Linked DNA regions of Ovis aries: region 1 is linked to region 2. Evidence: chromatin contacts called from public Hi-C data. All regions are on one chromosome and are shown on one strand. The core of a region is the stretch at or near the end of the contact, and the rest is flanking DNA. Distances in the headings are between cores, read along the strand shown. Region 1 has its middle 48 kb from the start of TXNL1. Region 2 overlaps TCF4 (transcription factor 4).

Evidence for each region. A called contact is a pair of places that touch in the nucleus more often than the background predicts.
Region 1: a contact with region 2 is called in a Hi-C map of tail adipose tissue, with 16 times the contacts expected there. The contact joins two enhancer-like sites. A contact is called at or near these places in 6 of 16 Hi-C or Micro-C datasets (blood, omental adipose tissue, retroperitoneal adipose tissue and 2 more).

Annotation. Positions count from the first base shown.
Region 1 is chr23:56,252,388-56,255,519 of ARS-UI_Ramb_v3.0, reverse strand. No RefSeq gene overlaps it. Among named protein-coding and RNA genes, the nearest start is that of TXNL1, 48 kb to the left of the region's middle. Within about 2 kb of position 1,354, at least 7 of the 54 cell types and tissues checked have an H3K27ac peak or open chromatin away from gene starts, as enhancers often do.
Region 2 is chr23:54,958,133-54,961,629 of ARS-UI_Ramb_v3.0, reverse strand. The region is part of intron 14 of TCF4 (transcription factor 4); the gene reads left to right. Among named protein-coding and RNA genes, the nearest start is that of CCDC68, 280 kb to the right of the region's middle. Within about 2 kb of position 1,674, at least 6 of the 54 cell types and tissues checked have an H3K27ac peak or open chromatin away from gene starts, as enhancers often do.

The DNA.
Region 1 (3,132 bases), core at 105-2,604, 1.3 Mb before region 2:
GGGCCCCTCCAGCCTTCCATTCCTTTCTTTTTCTTTTCGTGGCCATGCCGTGCAGCTTGTGATCTCAGTTCCCTGACTGGGGTTCCCCACCACAGCAGTGAAAGCACTGAGTCCTCACCGCTGGACCACCGGGGAAGTTCCCAGCCTTCCTTTTCTTTTGAAAGACAGGATGGCTTGTCAGATCTGCCCTCACCAAGACTTCATAGGATTTTCCCTAAAACTGGGCCAATGAAAGAAAGAATAAAGGGGAGGTCCTTGATGATCAAGGGAGGATGTTTGAAGTTAGACTTTGAGATCCACTAATCAAAGCCATTGTGGGGACCTCCCTGGTGTTCCAGTGGCTAAAACTCCACGCTCCCAAAACGGGGGGCCTGAATGCAGTCCCTGCAGCCCTCATGCTGCAACTAAGAGCTCTCAAGCCACAACTAAAGATCCGCATTAAAACCCAGTATAGCCAAGAAAACTAAAAAACAAGCAAGTGTGGAAGACCAGATTTTACGGGTGAACTTTAGGGACAGAGAATTTGATTTAATATTAGGAAGAACTTCCTGAAAATAAAAGAAGCACAGTGCCTTATGGAGCAGTAGGGTCTTCATCACTGGAAAGAGTTAAGAATCAAGAGAGGCCCTCAGTGGGCCAGAATCTCTATTTGAGGTGAAAAGTTAGACTAAGTGAACTTCAAGTGTGTCTGACCCACAATTCTACACCCAGCAATGTTAATCCTTCAACAGCCAAGAAGGCAGCAGAAAAAGAGTTGGGAATGTCTGCTTAGGTAAGTCCAAACACATGCTTGTGTTTGCTTAACCAAGGAAAACAGGGTTCTTGAAGCCCCAAAAGGGAATTACGATAGTTGTGCTGATTTGTGGGACTCTCCCTGGGAAATACGGGTAAGAAAGGACCCTTGTACATTTTTAAAAAATATTCATTCACTTGGCTGTGCTGGGTCTTAGTTGTGGCCTGCACACTCTTGGTCATGGCATGTGGAATCTAGTTCCCTGACTGGGACTGAACCCAGGCCTCCACTATCGGGAGTGAGGAATCTTAGCCACGGGGTCATCAGAGAAGTTCCAGAAGGCATCTCTGCGCTTTTGTGCTTCCAGCCTCTGGCTCCTCAGTCTCCACCCTGCCAGAGGCATCGTGTCTACTTGCTTCTCCTCTTCTAACCAAGCACTGACCACAACTCAGTCTTCAAATAGTAAATCTGGGAGCAACTCAAGTGACGATCTTCTGATGTGTTGTGTTTTACTAGGGAACAATGCCTTCCAGCTCAGCTAAAGGAATGAAAGTCAGTCTGGGAATGGAAGATCTCCGCTGGCCTGTAGGGGAGGAAATGAGCCCTTGTTTGACCTCTGAGCAGTTGCCTTTCCTGCCAACAGGATAAGTAAGTCCCAGAGCATGGCTGGCCCTTGAAGTAGCTCACATGAGCTCCAGCGATTGATAAAAAACAAAACAAAGTATTTCCACATATTCTTGGCTCTTAAAAAAAAAAAAAAAAAAGAACTACAGCTGAGATATAACTTAAGCCCACCCAAGACCTTGAGGTATTGTGTTTGACCCTAGTATATAAATCAGGAGCATGACTTGTCTATCCTAATACATTCAATAAATCAGGTTTTTATAACATCTTTCTAAACTCAGAGTTTGATAAAACATCATATGATTAGATTGTCAGATGGATTTAAAATTTCCTTCTTATGCCAAGAGTAAAAATGATTTACACATGTTTGTAGTTTCTAGGTATACAGAAGTGTTCAGTGCTAGAGTGTTTACCTCGATTCTCTTTTTTTGGCCAAGCCACATGGCCTGTGGGATCTTAGTTCCTTGACCAGGGATCAAACATGTACCCCCTGCATTGGAAGGGTGGAGTGTTATCTACTGGGTTGCCAGGGCAGTCTTGTACCTGGTTCTTGACCAGGAGTTAAATGAAATCCTTTCTTCTTCACTCCCCATGGACACTCACAGTATCATAGATGCTTAAAGCTGGGGTGGACCACGAGGATCATTTAACCTCATCTCTTAACCCCACAGATGAGGAAAGCAAGGCCCCGGTGACTTGTTCTGACTGCCAACACCCTGTTGCCCCCCCACTCCATCTCCTTCCCAGAGGGTGTGCACCGGAAGTGCAGAAACACATGCCCCAACCCAGGCCCACACCTTCATCTGCCTCTCTCGGGAACCAAGAGCAGAGAAGCCTTAGTGGGATAGGAAGCAGGATCTCTAGCCCTCCTCCATCTCAGTGGTTTTACTATTTTACCCACCAAGGAATGAAGGAATGAACTGCCCACCCCTTGCAGGCTCCATGCTTTAAAACATCAGGTCTACAAAACAAGGGCTTCCCAGGTGGTGCTAATGGTAAAGAACTCGCCTGCCTATGCAGGAGATATGAGACATGGTTCCGGTCAGGAAGATCCCCTGGAGCAGGGAAAGGCTACCCACTCCAGTCTTCTTGCCTGGACTAATCCATGGACAGAGAAGCCTTGAAGGCTACACAGTCCATAGGGTCACAAAAGAGTCAGACATGACTTAGCGACTTTGCGACTTAGCATGCACAAAACAAACCCCGTTTGTTAAGTATTCATTGATTTTCTTACTTAAAAAAAAAAAAAAAAAAAAAAAAAAACCTTCAAGACAGGCATTGCTATCAACCCAGCTTTCTGATCAGCACAGAAAGCCTGGGGGCTACAAGCTCAGCTCACTGCAAAGAAGCTTGGTGTTTAGCCTAAGTCACCTTCCCAATGACTTCCCTCAGGAGTACTGATGGGCAGGAACCAGGAGAGGACTGCCAAAGATCTGGAAGCTCAGGTTGGCAATACCGGCCCAAAGGATGCTCACAAGATTCCTTGACCTTGACCTCATTAACACCTCTGTCTGAGTCAGCCATGCTTCATCCTGAAACAGGTGGGAGACGAGGGTGTGACCCAACTGTCATCATCCCGCATCGGGATACGGCAGGGGCTCCTCCCAGACGCCCTGCTCCCACCCTGCTCATCCCCCTGGAGCCTGCGCTCCACGGAGCAGCTGGTAATTCGTGAACAGGCTCTGCTCCAACCTCTGCAGTGGCTCTGCCGCATTTTACTGCAGCAAAAGCAACGTCTTTACAGTGATTCAGGGGTGTCCCCCCACCCCCACCCC
Region 2 (3,497 bases), core at 425-2,924:
TTAACACTGCCAAGGTCAGGGTCGTTTAGACATGCTTAAATCCTTTCGAATGTTATTTTATCATCTGGGGAATAAGCGTTAAATTCATTTCCAAGAATTGCCCAGTTAAGAAATACCTTCCGTTTTCAGATAAAGCATAGTTGAAGCTGTGAGATTTCTGGGGAGGGGAAAATTTTTTTTTTTTTTTTTTAAGAAAATTAGGTTTTCTCCCAATGAACATTTTAAGAATCAAGATCCAAACTTAAGAATTGAATCCAGATCTGACTTGAGTGAAAAGTCCTTTCAATGTGTAATCACATGAGTTTTTAAAAATGGTCTGTTAATTTTTTAAAACTGAGGAATGTGGAAATTATATTCGTGGTTGAAGGGTCTCCCAGATGCCACAGCTTTCTCACACGAAAGAGTTGGTTTGCAGAGCCTACTCTCGTTTTCTACAGAATTCAGTGCCTCTGATACTGTTTCTCAATATCTACCACTGCTATTTCATGAACTTCCGAGTTCCCATCTGTGAGCTATTAAAGTTTGCAAGACCACTTCCCACCTCTGTAAAAGATGCCCCTTTTGGACTCAGTGGTATTTTTTGCACATTTGAGAAAATGTTTGCTTTCCTCTGTTATGACACAGATCTGGCAAGATAATTGAAACTGAAATCGAGCACTCTCTGACTGTCATGTATAATTGATATTTCATGAGGAGATTACAGTTCAGACACCAAAACTGTTTTCTCTGTCAATGGGTGTCTAATTACAGTAAAAAGCCCATCAACATTTTTTTTTAATGATTATAGCAAAACAAGAGAAAGTTAAAAGAGAGAAAAGTAAAAGTTACCAGGACTTTTTTTCTGGGCCCATTCTCTTGTTGTTATTTTCCTTCTTTCTAAAAAACACCTCTGTCAAAAGGAAATTTTTGAACACGATGCCATTAATTACAGACTTTCATTTTGAGATACCAAAATGTTTCTAACAGCATTTCTGGTTTTGTGTCATTATCTCTGGATCTAAAAACTAATGACAAATTTCCTAAAGTTCCCACCCTATACTCTTTTAGAAGGATTATGGTAGGGGAGAAGGAACTGAGGTCTGAAAGCCTGTTTTGAAGCAGTTATTGCTGGAGATAACATTAACAAGGATTGAATAACTGCCAAATGAAATTTAATACATTTTCCCATCCATGCAATAGGCTTCTTAAATACAACAGAATAATTACTTTCATAATACTCCCTGGAAACAAAGAGAGCAGAAACACTGAATGCCTTTTTTGTTTGTGATGTCTGTTGTGAGCGCGAGGATCAGGAGAAGGATGTTTACCAGGGCACTCTCCGTGCATCCCCGCATAAAAAACAGCGTTGCCAGCAGCCACCTCATTTGAAGTTGCATATCTTTAAAATCTGTTTATGTTGGAGGAGTTGTGGCAGCTATTAAATTTTGTAATTCAGTTAGACATCTTGGCCTTGGCTTGAGTTGGTGGACTATGATGGTTTTCCCCTCAGTGATAAAACGAAAGTGATTTTCATATCTGCATCTACATACACACACACACACAGACACAGAGAGAGAGTTTTAAAATGAAAACTCCAGGAAGTAGTTTGTCCCTAAACTCTGCTCCCCTCCTCTCTGTGCATGCGTGTGTGAGTGTGTATATGTATTTGTGTGCTAACTCGAATCAGTCATGTCTGACTCTTTGCAACCTTACAATAAGACTGTAGCCCACCAGTCTTCTTCTCCAGGCAAGAATAATGGAGTGGGTTGCCGTTTCCTTCTCCAGGGGATCTTCCCAACCCGGGGATTGAACCCATGTCTCCTGCGTTGGCAGGCAGATTCCTTACTGCTGGACCTTTGGGTATGCCCTGCCAAATTGGGGGAGGGGGACATCTGGTTCCAGGCTGGCCTGTTCATGGGATGGTCCACTTCTGCTTCAGAATGATGAGCCAGGCCCTCAGATGATCTCAGCATTCTGAACTCAGAACTACTAAAACAAAGAGGGAGTTAGGGGCAGGTTCAGAACCTGGAAGGATGTCCTGGGAGCTCCTGTGAAAGAAGAGTCCAGGGTGTGGTCCAGAGTGGGCAGAAGCCAGAGAGAGAGGTACCAACAGGGGTGGGAGAGGCCGGGATGGCCCCTGGGGACAAGGGATGGCCGTAGGTCACAGGAGTTCCCCAGGCCCTGAGCTTTAGTCACCAAATCTTCCTGTTACGGCTGAGTAATATTCCGTCGTGTACCGCAGCTTCTTCATCCATGTCCCTCCGTCTGTCGATGGACATCTCGGCTGCACCCATGTCCTGGCTCTTGTAAGCAGTGCTCCAGGAACAGGGCTGCATGTGTCCTTTAGAAGTCTGATTGTTCCCAGGGTATGTGCCCAGTAGTGGGATTGCTGGGTCACATAGTAGTTTTATTCCTAAGGAACAAATTTGAGTCCATTCTAATGAAGAGTATAAACCTAGAACTTGCTATACAGAGTGAAATAAGTCAGAAAGTGAAAACCAAATATGCTATATTAACAAATACGTATATGGAATCTAGACAAATAGTATTGGCGAACCTATTTACAGACAAGAAATGGAGACACAGACATACAGAACAGCCTCGTGGACGCTGCGGGGGAAGGGGGGCAGGGCAACGTGAGAAAGTAGCTTTCGTGTGTATACGCTGCCATGTGAAGTAGGTAACCATCGGGGGTGTAACACAGGGAGCCCAGCCGGGTGCTGTGGGTGACATAGAGGGATGAAAGCGGCAGGCGAGGCTCAGGAGGAGAGGACATGTATATAATGATGACCGATTCACGTCGATGTATGGCAGAGACCACCACAGCATTATAAAACAGTTATCCTCTAATAAATAAAATTTTAAAAAAGAAATCTTCCTGTTAAATCTCCTTTTACCTGAGCAAGGCAGAATGAATTTCTGGTCCTTGCTGTTAAAATCACCTCAGTAAATTGATCACTCCGTGAAAATTCTACCAAGGATCGCTGTAAGCCCCACACAGGCCAGGGCCCACATCTAAGTTATTCACCATGCATCCCCAGCACCTTCCAGAATGACCACATCAGCTAGATTTGCTGAATTAATAAATATACTCTCTGATCAATTAGCAATTATTGAATAATGTTTATATTTTAGTTCTGTCTTCTATTTTTAGCATAGATATATCTAAAACCATATGGTATGTAACTATAAGAAGACTCTATTGTTAAAGACTGCAAAAAAATTTACAATCAGTATTGATAAAGCTGTTTTCATTGGCTGCCTTTTAACTTCATTGCTTATCTAGATGAAAAGGTTCTCAAAATAGGACTTTAATGAAATATGGATTTTCTGGGTGCCATCCTTAGAATTGATTTGTAGGTTAAAGGAATCTGCTTTTTTTCTAGTCACATTATTATGTATTTGTAAGTGGGCAAATCCTGACTCTCATATATACAGATGGCAGTATTGGTCTCGCATCTATTTCTGAGTTATTCTATTGATGGGTTTGTGCTGGCCATTCACTGTGGTTTTTTTCT